Linked DNA regions of Cyprinus carpio: region 1 is linked to region 2. The links are chromatin contacts, called in public Hi-C maps. All regions are on one chromosome and are shown on one strand. The core of a region is the stretch at or near the end of the contact, and the rest is flanking DNA. Distances in the headings are between cores, read along the strand shown. Region 1 overlaps arhgap10 (rho GTPase-activating protein 10). Region 2 holds the start of prmt9 (protein arginine N-methyltransferase 9).

Region 1 (6,766 bases), core at 1,552-4,051, 38 kb before region 2:
TCACAAAATCTCACAGCTTTACAAAAAAAAGACTTGAATTTAAATGAAACATTTCAATGCGAGAATGAATTCCTAAAGCTGTTGTTCTGTGTGTGTTTAATTAAGCATTCTGGTACGTATGGAAGACAGGAATAACTCAAATTTATGCAGCTGACATCCTGATAAACACAGTTTCTTGTAAACAAGAGAAATGGATGCCAACTGTGTAACCTAAATGGTGTTTGTAACATTAGCTAGTTCCTAATATATCATTACTTGGAGATATAATCATCAGATTTTTTATTTATTTTATAAACTGCCAGATTCACTGTTTTGTTTATTATCATCAAGCTAATGCATTAAACAGTGTGCCTTTTCTGGATTGTGTATGTAGGACAGGTGAGAGAGACTATTGTGGAGAGAGAAAGCATAAACAAAACAAAACACTCATCCCTAAACGTATCTGGCTAGTGACATGTGAACATGGCCCATGATAGCTCAAGTGTCTTATGAATTAGCGAATAACTGAGTAGTCCTTGGTGTTCTTCAACATTTCTAGGAATCATGCACAACAGTCTGACTTAAAATAGCACAATGCTAAAACCACTGCCCTTGACTGAAACACACACGTCATATGGTCCACAGTAACATAATGGCCCACCATAAAAATATCAACAGACTCTAGTTCTTTTTATGCTCATTGTATACAACATATAGGCATGACGGGCATGCCATAAAAGGTTATGTTCCCCCTACATCACTGGATTTGTGCAGGATAATACACTGCACTCTTTCACTTTCCCAGGCTTAGAGGGGATTTGGGCTTTATACATATGGTAGAAATAACAACAAACTTTAATTATCGAAAGCAAAAAAAAAGCACTGCACCAAAAGCAAAAGTTCCTACACTAAGCGCAATAAACAGTATTGTAAAAAATACAGCAAGCCATTGACCTTAACGTATCATTTTTTTTCTTTTCTTTTTTCTGAGATACAGAAGGAAATTACCATTTCTGAAAATAGTTTGCATTACACATCCATCTTGTGTGTGGGAAGAATGAAATGTGAAGTACCTCCTGTAATTGTGGCTCTTTCTTCTTTGCTGACATGTTCAAAAGTTTCTCCAGTGAGCTGTAGTACTTCTCTGTTTCCTTCTCGTACCTCTTTCTCTCTGCCTGAAGATAGCATGAGAACATATAAAATGGAGGAACATACTATTTTTAATACATGGAACGAGAAGCAAGTTTGGTTTCAATAAATGTACAGTTTTCCATCTGTTAAATGCAAACAACCTAAATGAGTTGACGGTTAGAGCTATGCTTTCACCTTTGCTGAGCCGAGCTGGTCTTTCCGAAACTTTTCTAAAGGCTTCATCAGCGTCTCTGTGATGTTTCTCATCTGTGAAAAGAAAATTCATTGGATATAGGACATTTGATCATTTAATGTATATTTATCAAACATTACCAGTAACAGGATGCGTTCCTTTAATCAAAACTTGCAGAAACACATTCTGGGTTTTAACTGTAAATGCCAATAAAGGTGTCACCATTTCATCACCTGAGGCAAAACGGTTCATTTAGCCATCTGACATTTTGAATCAAGTATTCCCTAGAAATGAATAGCCCAACACAGAAATGCAGGAAAACATATTTTAATGCTTTTGCACTCAATTCTTGCAAATATTTTGCACTTACTACAAAAAAGTGTCACTTTATTTTGATAGTCCACTTTAGACATTCTACTAACAGTAAGTAACTTTGCAACTACATGTCAACAAGCAGTCATTAGAATATTAGTAGACTGTCTGTTTAACTTTGATGGGCCAACAACATACAACATACTGACTATAAGAATTTTTGTAAGTATATGTCAACTTATTTGATTAACCCTAAACTAAGTCTACTCTGAGGGCCCTATTTTAACAATCTAAGCGCATGGTCTAAAGCACATGGCGCAGGTGCACTCAGGGCGGGTCCGAATCCACTTCTGCTAGTTTAACGACGGGAAAACGGGCACATGGTCTAAGACGGGTTGTCCCTATTCTCTTAATGAGTAATGGGTGTTTTTTGGGCGTAACGTGCAATAAACCAATAAGAGTCTCATCTCCCATTCCCTTTAAGAGCCAGTTGCGCTTGTGCCATGACGGATTTGCTATTTACATGGCGGAATTTGCAAGCACAAAGACTGAATGCGTCTCCACAAAAGGAAACAGAGCTGCTCGTGCATGAGCAAATAGGTAGCCTTATTCTGATACATGGAATGGCTATCCATTATGACATCCATGCATTTTTATATTTATATAGCCTACACCAGTGGTTCCCAATCCTGGTCCTGGAGAACCCCCAACACTGTATTTTTTTGGTGTCTCTCTTATCTGACACACACATTTGAGGTCTTGGAGTCTTCACTAATGAGCTGATGAGTTGAATCAGGTGTATTTGAACAGGGAGACATCTAAAATGTGCAGTGTTGGGGATTCTCCAGGACCAGGATTGGGAACCACTGGCCTACACAATAATAACACAGTATTATAAACACAGTAAAATAAACATTGCAATCCTTTAATTTTTAATATTTAGCATGTTTGTGTGCTGCTGTGCATCCTTGTGTGTGTAATAAGCAGTGTGTACACATGTTGTGGACCCGCCTATATTAATGCGCTCTTTAAATAACAAATAAAAAACATTGTGCCAGACATTAGACCAGGTTTGAGTTGGTTTATGGCACAGTCTATGTTCAGTTCCTCAAAATAGCAAAGCACCAACAATGTGCCTGAACACACCGCGTTTTTTTTAGACCAGCACGCCCCTGAGCACACAAATGGGTGCAAATGCTTTTGCTATTTAAACCATGTGGCACAGGACGGGAAAATTAGAACTGCGTCCGGCTGAAACTAGCAAAACCATGTTGTTGTGAATTTATGATAATTAGTTGACATGTAGTTGCAAAGTTACTTATAGTTAGTAGAATGTCTAAAGTGGACTATAAAAATAAAGTGTAACCACAAAAAGTTTTGTATACCCAGAGAAACTTACAAAATCATTTATTATACACCAGTCTGACTCAAAACAGCCAACTGCTAAAACCACTGCCCTTGACCCAAACACACACAAATCATTTATCAAATATTATTTCCATCACCAGTTTTGTGTTTGCCCACACCAGTTTTCTTGGGTTAACACAAAACATTTGTGAGAAATTGCAAAAGTTGTGTGAGTGAATGCAAAGTTTTTCAGGGAAATGCAAAAATTTTGTGAGCGAATGCAAATGCATTGAAATTCTTGCAGGGGTTTTGTACAATAGTATGAATGCAGCTTTGCACATGTTTTTACTTTTGAAGTAAATGAACAAGCCTCTTGAAGTTCAGGAACATGTTTCCAAATCTACAGCAATAAACAACATTCTTTGAGAATTTGAAAGAAAGTAATACTTTTCTAAAGGCCATATTTTAACAAGAAGGCTTTCACAATGTTTATTATTACATAAAAACATATCTTTATAAATGAGGTAATGAAATAACAAAAGAAAGCCATTGCATGAGTGTTAGTACTCAGAATGAGCACCACTGCTCTATGATTACCCTGTCTTTCTGACCCTGTCAGGGCCTGTAGGCTCCACCTCTTCCACGCATGCCTTCAAATCTGAGCTCAAAACAACTGTCAGCTGTTGCACTTTGAGACATGGGCAGGCCCTTTGGCTCTCTAATGTTACACACTAAATAAATACTAACATGACCTACATGCAACATGAGCCCTTTCTACCTAGATGGCTAACCATGCATTAGACTAAAAAGTCCTCTCAAACATTAAGAATTCTAAAATCATGAGAATATACAGTAATAGGTAAAAATTATTTTTAATGGCTTTTTTAAGGAATCAATTTTTTTTTATTTTTTTTTTACACATTTTACACTGTAAAAGCAATTTGCAAATGAACTACAGATAAAATGGCTATTAGTCTTTGAAATATAAAGGACTTAAATCAGGTGCTATTGGATGTTCAACCAGAGAGTTTGAAATGGGGTGTGCGATATGAGGATTTTTGATCGTGGATGATAAAAATTTCTCCAGGATCTGCTTTTGAAGAAATATTGTAGTATCATGCTACAGCGCACATTCTATCCCTTGCCGTTCTGGCGCCTCCATCTCAATATGCTGTACAACCAAGACTAAGGGACTTTGTGTACAGCGCCACATACATTCACATCAGTGTTAACTTAGCGGTAGAGTTACTCTCACAGGAAACTGCACTTATTCGCAATCACAAAAGTACTTTATTTGCCTTGCCGGTTAAATGTTCAGTTTTTTGTTTGCACTAAAAAGCCTGTCAAACAGCGCCTGATTACTGAACTAAGTTATCTTTGTGCTAATACTGTCAAAACACACAAGGTTTACATATACTGTCATGGCCAAAAGTTTTGGCAGTGACATAAATTTTGTGTTTTGCAAAGTTTGCTACTTCAGTATTCGTAGATTATTTTTCTATGTTTCTATGGTATACTGAAAAAAAAGAAAAGCATATCAGAAGTTTTAAAGGCTTTTATTGGCAAAAAATAAATATAAAATTATATATATAATTGCCACAGATCCAAATTTTCAATGTAATAATCTTTGAGTCACTTCTTTATCACTCCTGCTTTGTGACATGGTGCTCCATCATGCTGGAAAATGCACGGATCATCACCACATTGCTCATGGATCACTAGAAGAAGTCGCTCTAACAGGACGTTTTGACACCATTCTTTATTCATGGAAGTGTTTTTGGGCAGAATTATGAGAGAGCCCACTCCCTTGGTTGAAAAGCAACCCCACACATGAATGGTCTCAGGATGTTTCAACTGTTGGCACAACACAGGACTCATGGTAACGTTCACCTTTTCTTCTCCAAACAATCAATTTTCCAGATGTCCCAAGAAGTAAGAAGGGAGCTTCATCAGAGAAAAACTCTGCACCAGTCTTCTGCTGTCTAATCCTTGTACTTCCTGCTGAATTTCAGTCTGTCCTTGACTTTTTCTTGGAGATGTTCTCACACCAACCTGCTGCCATTCCTGAGTAAGCTCTGCACTGGTGCGGACTTGATTCCGTAGCTGAATCCTCAGGAGGAGGCGGTCCTGCTGGACACTCTGGGACGTCCTGAAGACTTCTTCACTGCAGTCAAACCTCTCTCCTTGAAGTTTTTGATGATCCAGTAAATGGTTCTTTCAGGTGCAATATTCTTTGTAGCAATTTCCTTGCATGTGAGGCCATTTTGATGCAAAGTGATGATGGCTGCACATGTTTCTTTGGAGGTTACCATTGCCAACAAGAACACAATGACTGGAAGAACTTCTTCCCTCCTTTTATAGCAATCAGTCTGCTCTTACAATCTAACTAGTTTGATAGTGATTTTATCTGACTAGTACTCATTCACATTATCATACTGTATGTGCTGCTATGATTAGTCAATTAATGTTAGCTGGTCATATTGTGTCAGCATCAATTTTATTTTATTTATTTATTTATTTTTTTGGTGAAAAGTTCATGTTTGGCCAATTAAGCTTTAAGCATTTATTTAGAATAATCTAGAAACAATGTGAATGAACACCACAACAGCTTAAGCAGCAAACTTTGCAAAACAAGATTTATGTCACTTTTGGCCATGACAGTAGACTGGCTATGTGTAAAATGAAACAGTTGAGAGAAAAATGGATACATGCCTGTAGCCTATATTAGATGCGTGCAGGTCTTAAAGGGACAGTACTAAACATGCAGCCCACTGTCATTAAAAGGATAGTTCACCCTAAATTTAATTTCTGTCATTATTTACTCACTCATATGTTCACTCAAAACCTGTATAAATTTCTTTCTTGTGCTGAACACAAAATAAGATTTTGAAGAATGTGGGTAACCAAACAGTTGCTGGTCCACACTGACTTTAATAGTAGTAAAAAAATACTATGGAAGTCACTGTGGACCGGCAACTGTTCTACGTTCTTTAAAATAGCGTTTGTTCAGCAGAAGAAAGAAACTCATTCAGGTTTAAAAAAACTTTTGAGTGAGTAAATGATGGTATACAAATAAAACACTATGACAGAATTGACAGACAGAAGACAGAATTTGTTATTTTTGGGTGAACAAAGAGAAAAATCACTCATTACTCTTAACTGAAAAACTTTAATACAGTTGCTTTAGGAATCAGTCAATATAGTATAGTGTTTTATTTTTATATTTGTTCATTCAATTTTTTGAATGCTCCAGCTAAATACACCTATTGTACCTGATAATAAAGTGTTTTATTTTTATATTACCTGTAGTATAATAGTTTAATGTGTATCTTTTTTCTTATTTTTTAAAAACAAAGATAAAATATTTTGTGACATGACAAATATTTTTTATCTTCGCCCACTTTAGTCTGCATTTAGATAAATTCGATTAGTTGATTTAGTTACAGAATATCGATTAGGCTGTGCGATTATTTTCTAAGGATGTGAACCGTGGCTGAGCGCGTCTGACCTCCAAAGCCCGGTTCGGTTGACTAATGTGATCGCTCCGTGCCACACTCGGACGCGGTTGTTTGGTAGAGGTGGGCCAAAGCGCGGTTCAGTTTAATTACGGTGCAGTATGCATGCAGTGTGAGTCCCAAACGACTCAAAATAATAAACCACATAGTTAACAAAATGATGCACTCCACTGTGCTGAGCGAGAAACTTCCTGTTTCTCCGTGCCACACTCGGAGCGGTTGTTTGGTAGAGGTGGGCCAAAGCTCGGTTCAGTTTAATTACGGTTAAGTCTGCCGTGTGAGTCCCAAA
Region 2 (7,830 bases), core at 2,999-5,498:
GATACAAAATGTATGCATATACAGCGAAATGCGTCTCCGTGTGGACGGGGCCTCGAAGTGCATAAGGTAGTAACAATGAAGAAAAATCAACATTACAAAAAATATATCAAAGAACATGACATTCCCAGCAATAACTTTGCTAGGTCAAAGATTTCCGTGGACAGCAAATTAATCTGCGGTAGGCAGATTTTACACTGAACAGTGACATTTTCCCGTGACTTTCTTTAAAAATTAAATGATGTATTTATATCCAGTGATTAAAGGCTGCTTTACCCGCTTTTTTCCATTATCTTGTTGCTGATTTCTTCTGAGCGCGATTCTGACACCCCTCCCCCTCTCCGCTGGAAAAACTTGGAAGAATCACGAACGTATATAAGCGGCAGGTTTATTAGGAAAAAATATAAACGTTAAAAAAGGAAATTTAGGAGAATAAATAAATTTTTAACCACTTATTACCATTGTGTAAATAATATGTAATCATGTAATCCATAAAAAAGTAACTGTAATCTGATTACGAGTATTTTAAAAAGTAGTTTACTCTAATTACAAGTATTTGAGATTTGGAATCTGATTACGTAATCCAGATTACATGTAATCCATTACTACCCAGCTCTGTATATATGCTCTAATTACAAGTACTTGAGATTTGGAATCTACACTGGAGTAGGAGTAGTGTAGGAGATCCCTGCAATAGTTTAGGTGTAGTTGATGTTATAATGTTAGAATTAAAAAACAATAAACATAATACAAATGCACTTATCGGTACATAGTAAATGCAGTTATTTTAAGCGGTTGTTTACATCCTATCTAAAACGTGATTTAGCCCAAAAAACAAACAACAACAACAAAAACAATAATGTCACCACTCTAATATGAAATATGTAACCACTCTTATCCGTGCGTGCAAAGGTTCTGCACGATCATCTTGCTCAATATTCTCAGGGTCTGAATCCAGCTCAAATTGATATGGCAATATTGATGCCATCCTTAACCATACCGGAGCAGATGGAACTTGCTGCTTTGGCAAGGGGTGGGGCAGTATTGAAACGCTGACTAAGCTGTTCACCAATCACAACACACTGGGACAGCTAACCAATCACATCGCATTCCATTTTTCGGAAGGCGGGCCTTCATCAAACCCGGAACTAACCAACCAACCCGTTTGTGCCAGGCTGGGGAGAAAGGTATTGTAATAATGTAAATTATTTGAAAAACAATGCGTTTTTCGAACCACCAAGCATGGGAGCATGTTCTAGTACACCCCCAAAACAAAATCAAGACTTTGTAAAAGACCATAATAGGACCCCTTTAAGACTGGAGTAATGGCTGCTGGAAATTCAGCTTTGCATCACAGAAATAAATTATATTTTAAAGGATATTAAAACAGAAACCATTATTTTATACTGTAATAACATGTTTTTTTCTGTATTTTTGATTAAATAAATGCAGCCTTGATGAGTATAAAAGACTTCTTTAAAAAACATTACAAGTCTTACTGATCCCAAACTTTTGAACGGCAGTATACGTAACTAAAGTGTGAACTCTGAAGAGGATATGGAGTTATTTGGGATATGGTCTAAAGCTTCAAATGTTTCCACTTACTAGTGATCCCAACGGTGCAGCTCAGATTTTAAAAATGAAATCATGAACAGAGATCTTCAATGCTTAAACTGGCTTCTATTTGTTCTTACAGATTACTGGTCGCTACAGTACTGACATATGGATCAGACATATACACCTCCATTCAAACTCCAAATATTTAATTTCCATTGTAGAAAGAATCCAACAGGTTTGTTTACCTGTTATATCTTCGAAAGGTGGCTACTTTGACAACTCATATTTTTTTATTATTATTTTATTTATATTATTTTATTATATAATTAAACAACAATTCCATGATTTCTTTTTTAATTGTTTATTTTTATGCTTTCATTTCAAAGTACATTAAGATATCACAAAGAATACATTTCTTTAAAAATTGGATTGAAAAAAATAAGCAGACAATTTTGACAAATCACATATCAAAATAATAATGATGATGATGATGATATGAATAATATTAATTATTATTAATAATAATATTAATTATTATTATTAATGCAGCATTACCTTCAGAAAATACAATGGACATAAATATTGCAAAATGCCAAGAGGAAGTCATTTATCTGTCTGTAGTATAAAGTGTGCATTCCAAACTGATTGAACAGACTTACTGAATTGAAAACTAGGTACAATTATCAATACTTTAAGCACTGTACTAAAAAATGTAAAAAAAAAAAAAAAAAAACATTGTGTATAAAAAAATATAAAAAATAAAAAAAAATAGATATTACCTAAATCAATCTAAGGGCCCGCCAATGGTCAGTTCATTAGTTATGTATGTTATTATTTATTATTGCTTTATGTTTCCTATGTTTTAAGCCAAGTAAAACTACTCTGACCAATCCATGATTATTATGTGGGCTGTACCACGAGCCTGCTGTCCTGCACATTAATTTAGCCATATTTAGCATTATCTAGAAGTTATGACACTATTAGTGCATCACACACACACACACACAATACTGAAAAAAGAAAGAGGAACCAAGCACAAAATCTAAAAAATACATTTAGAAAAAAAAAAAAAAAAACAGTATAAAACTCTCCAGAACTCTTAAAACTTTTGGTCCTTCACTTTTATTTGCACAAAAATGTCCTGCTATCAGAACAAACACTCCTATTAAAGATAACTCTACCCAGACACTGCAAATCCCAATAATTCAAACATATCCAAAAAAGGTCTGAACATCCAAGGCGTAATACGCAAGCTTTATTTTTAGCCAATTTGTTCTGCCCTGTCCTAAATGCTAGGAAAAAAGCAGCATATAATAAATGCATTATGGGAAAGGACATGAAATGTTTACAATAAAACTTTACTCGTGGAGGTGAAAGGGTGGGTCACATAACAGAGGTGACAAGCCACAAGTTAAGATGCATAACTGCAAGTGTCTGAACTGAGAAAATTGTGGCCTTCCAAAATAACTTGCATAGGTGCTGCAAAAGTCCCTAATGTGTACACACCAAAAAGCAGACTTGTAGGACACCCGATGATTTGCACACAGATCATGTACAGTAAATCATAACCCCAAAACTGGATGAGGTCAGCAAAAGTTATGCCACGCAAGCTCAATTTCTCTGCGCTCCACTAAATGAAGCATGTTACTCTAGAGACCCGCAAAACTACTCCAGCAAGGTCTCGAGTAAAGGTGTAAATAGGAATGACATAACGTTAGTGACCTTGACGAAATTACAAGACCTGTTTGACTGATATGAGGTGTTGATATTATCTGACACTTGCATAGTTTGGATCACATGTTGACTGAATGGCAAGCTTTATTTTGATTGCAAGCACAATTATTTACACATCGAGTTTAAAAGCAGTGATAAAATGTCATGGAACTTACGTTTTGTGGCATTGATGAGATTCTTTCCATCTTTATACAGCTCTTTGATGAACCTGCCGGTTTTGTCCAGCTCTGCTTCATGAGCTTTGATTTTCTCCCTGAAGGCAGGACTGTCCAGGTAACACTCACTGAACTCCAACGGGTGTAACCCCATTTTTACTAGACTCAGCTGACTTCGTTTACAGTTTAAATCGTTTAAATCCCGTGAGAAAGCGACCTGCGAATGAATAAAAACCGGTCGAATAACGAAATGATATTAAAAAGGGAACGGGAAGCTGCCCTATAAAGCCTTTATAAACGCGTCCTCGAATATTTTGGGAAGACCAAACGCGTCGGGAGTGCTCTCGGGAATAAAACACTTTCCAAGTCGCACAAGTAAACTTGTCCCTGGGTAACGTTATATTAAATATGTTCCAGGTTTAAACTCTCGCAAGATATGATAAAACAGCTCTACGCTACACGGATATCTATTGAAATAAAGGTAATAATGTCCAGTCAGGGTTTTGGTCCGCGAATGACTGACAGTCGACTCGAGCGAGTCTCCTCCCGCGTGCAGGACTCTCACGTCATCACGCCTGACTCGCTGGAAAACCGGGATATTTGAGTGAATAACGGGCCGCGGGCAGTGTTGTTAAGGAAATGTACGTCTTTTCCATCTGAATGGATCATTCGGCATACGTCTCAATTTTTTGTGTCTCGATAAACTCTGTAAATGCGATAATACTAATGGGTTGTCAGTAGTAGTGTGTTTAAATCGGATGTGGAACTCTAAAAGAGCGGATGTTGTTTCCGTCCGCCTGATTCTGCAGAGCGGACCTGCAGTACAGGAGCGGAGCTGCTCTGGCTGAAGTAGCTCATAAATATAGAGATAAAACTGTATATATATATTAAAAAAAATACATCGCAGTTTGTGGTTTAATGACAGCAGTAGGCTGGAGTCTTCAGGGAAATTGGTGAAAATACAGTTCAGCGATCTCAACTAGCAAACCTGAGACAGGTAACTTAAAGAACCATAAATCCAAAAACCAAAGAATACTGAAATTGTTAAATTAAATAATAAATTATGCATATTGAATAACAGCTTTTAATTACTCAGATTTCTTTATTTCTGTTGAGGAAAACTATGTAATGTTCAGATGTTATTATAATATATGAAAATGAATTAACACGTTATTTGTCTTATTACCACATAACGTTTGCTATGTACTGCACGTAATTTTTACCTAACAGCTTTGGTGGATTAAATATGACTTATTAATGCTTTATAATTAGTCATTTTATTCTTGATTAACATTACATGAGTAAATATAGTTGGAAGAAGCAGTTGGCCAAGCACTCCAGCGGCAAATTGAGGAGCTAAGCATGACATGGAGCATCAGACCAAATGCAACAATGAGTACTAAAAGCAATTTTAGGATGATTGTAATTGAAATGGCTGAAAAATCATGAATACAACCACTAGTAATATGATTAAATGGCTTATCACTTTTGACCAACAGGTGGCGCTGTAATCAAATCCTTTTGGTGTGTTCTGTGTGAGGTGAAAATGGCACAAACAAAGTTTGTTGTCATTATGTCAAAGCTTTGAAGAGATATAGTCTTAGAGTCATTTTGGCACCATGCCTAAAGTTTGTAGCAGCGCTGTACAATATGGGTTTTGTTTCGTCTATTGAAATGAATTACATTTTGTCAGCACAGTCTGAAGATGATTTGACTTGATTTTGGTGAAATGGCTGACAGGCAGTTCGGATTTGCTTAATAATAAATCAATGGTTTATTACTCTTGACCAATAGGTTACACCAAATTGGTCTGGCGTGGTCAGTGTGATGTGACAATGGCACCTACAAAGTTTGGTGTAAATATAAGCTTTGCAGATATACAGCCTCAGATGCATTTTGGCATCTTTCCAGCAAATTCGTTAATGTGCTAAACAAAAAAAAAATTGTATATCGATACAAAATCCATAACTTTTTGCCAGCTTGGTCTGAAGATGGTCTGAGTCAAATTTGGTGAAAATTGGAATAACGGTTTAGGAGGAGTTAGAAAAAGTAGGTTTTCAACATTAATCAAAATGGCGGACAGCAAGTTTGGCCAATTTTGGCGTTATTGGTATTGATGTTCTCAGCATGACCCAAAGAATATTTGAATAATTCATTTCAATAGTCCAATTTATTTAAACGTTATTAGCATTTTTGTAAATTTCTTTATAACCTTTGGCCACAAGGTGGTGTTGCGCTCAATCTTTTTAAGTACCATCAGGACATGGTGCCGAAGATGCATACTGCGTTTCGTAACAATACGTCAATAAGTTCATAAAATATAGCATTTTATGTCAAAATTCAAAATGGCCGACACCCAAAATGGCTTACATTGGGTATCATTCGACTCGACATGACCCACCGAATCTAAAGAGACCAGCTTTGTGATTTTTGGTCAAACCATTCAGAAGTTATAAGCAAAAATATGCATTTTTTGTATCTTCTGACCACTAGGTGGCACTGTAGGTAGCCTCAGGTCATGCTTGTTATAACATACTCCAAGTTTGGTCTTAATACGCCAAACCGTTGCAGAGATATAGCCTCACAACCATTTTTGCTTGCTTTTTGTCAAATTTGTTTGCGTGTTAATCGAGAACGGTTGGACGAATCAGCTTGAATTGAATAACTTTTTGCCAGCATGGTCTGACCGATGATCTGACCCAATTTTGGTAAAAATCAGACAAACCGTCTAGGTGTCCATTTGACTCGGCAGGAGCCAGGGAATCAGAGGAAAAAAGAATTTTCCTTCTGTGGCTTAAGTTATTAGCATAATTTTTTTGAAAATTTGGACAAGAGGTGGAACTAGAGAGTTTGAGTTAGAGCCTTCAAATTTGCTATGCTTAATGGTGAGACTGTCCTCTATTGTTTTGTATCAGTTTGATTTATTTAACTTCTTTCAAGCGGTTGTTTGTGTTGGCTTAGATTGGTGAAGAATAGTGAGTAGGATGATGTGGAATCTAACGGATACAATAGGTGCCATCGCACCTTCGGTGCTTGGCCCCTAAATATAGCTACTAGCTCCAAACATCCAGTATACTCAAACTGAAACGTGTTACATTTCACACTAAATCATTTGTATGTTTATATTTGACATTGGTGGAAATATTTTCTATTGGTATTTTTTTCCAGAAGCATTCCTTATCTGTCGTTCAATTTATTCAGTTTAAGCAAGTGATACAGCACATGATCAGTTCTGTCATTCACAGAAAACATGCCTAATGCCACTACAAGACCAAAGAGGACGAGGCGTCATAGACGGGCTCAGAGAGAAGATGCTGTGAGAAATGAGCTGGTGTCAAGATCACTGGAAAGTGCTCAGCAGTGTCTGTTCAGTCAGGACTACGGCACTGCGTTTGTTCACTACCTGTTGGCTCTAAACCTTGCCCCAGCACTAAAAGACTTTGCAAATGTAAGCTTGTTTTTTTTCCTCCAATGCTTCCTTGATGTTGTAGTCTGTCTGCCTGATCAGTCTGTTTACTGTAACAGTGTGTGGTGGTTAAATTATGTATCTAAAGTTGGAAAAGCTTCAGAACCTTATTGCAAAGCCAGTAAATGTGTGTTTTGTGTTTACAGGAATCCTTTAGATTTACTCTGTTTAGATGGGCAGACGAGCTGGACTCTCTTGGACGTATCCAGGACCTCTTTAATTGCTATGAACAAGCTATGGAGTTGTTTCCAATGGATGAGGTTATAGTGAACAGCATGGGAGAGCATCTTTTCAGGTTTGTATTTGTTTATTATTATTGTTGTTGTTAATAATAATACTATTATATTGGTTTAGTATTTGTAAAGTACCAAGATAGATATATAGAATACATTTATACATTTATATTATACATATACCTATATAATAGTATACATTTAATATTATTACAATTGAAAATAAGTTATTCTATTTTAATATATTTTAAAATTAATTAAATTCCTGTGATGTCAATGCTGAATTTACAGCAGGCATTACTCCAGTCTTTACTTTAGTGTCACAGAAATATTGTTCAAGCCATGTTGCTCATTTACAAACATAACCCCTGGTCAATTGTTAGTTTTTTTGTTTTTCTCCCAGAATGGGGTTTCGGGATGAAGCTGCTGGGCATTTTTACAAAGCACTTAAACTCCGACCAGACTTTCCAGAAGCAAAGGAGAACTTTTACCGTGTTGCCAACTGGTTGGTGGAGCGCTGGCACTTCTTAATGCTCAACGACCATGGGCGGAACCACAAGTACCAGCTGGCTATTAAGAAAGCTGTTGAGGAAGGATGCAGCTCTGTTCTGGATATTGGAACTGGCACAGGCATCCTCGGGTGAGGTTTTTCAGAAACCCGTTACATAACATTGTTATTTAACAAATG

Evidence for each region. Hi-C and Micro-C count contacts between places; a contact is called where the count stands out from the background.
Region 1: a contact with region 2 is called in a Hi-C map of liver, with 7 times the contacts expected there. The contact joins the enhancer-like site here to the promoter of prmt9 in region 2. A contact is called at or near these places in 2 of 8 Hi-C or Micro-C datasets (liver and skeletal muscle).

The regions. Positions count from the first base shown.
Region 1 is chrB1:9,630,411-9,637,176 of ASM1834038v1, reverse strand. arhgap10 (rho GTPase-activating protein 10) reads right to left here. Exons shown (of 23, transcript XM_042716520.1): 4 at 1,306-1,377; 5 at 1,053-1,154. Among protein-coding and RNA genes, the nearest start is that of arhgap10, 38 kb to the right of the region's middle. Within about 2 kb of position 2,801, at least 2 of the 8 cell types and tissues checked have an H3K27ac peak or open chromatin away from gene starts, as enhancers often do. A contact at or near this core is called in liver and skeletal muscle, where this site is marked.
Region 2 is chrB1:9,592,386-9,600,215 of ASM1834038v1, reverse strand. It overlaps prmt9 (protein arginine N-methyltransferase 9), which reads left to right and starts at 4,248. Exons shown (of 13, transcript XM_042716518.1): 1 at 4,248-4,440; 2 at 6,689-6,891; 3 at 7,056-7,204; 4 at 7,546-7,782. The coding sequence starts at 6,694. arhgap10 (rho GTPase-activating protein 10) reads right to left here and starts at 4,171. Exons shown (of 23, transcript XM_042716520.1): 1 at 3,444-4,171. The coding sequence starts at 3,597.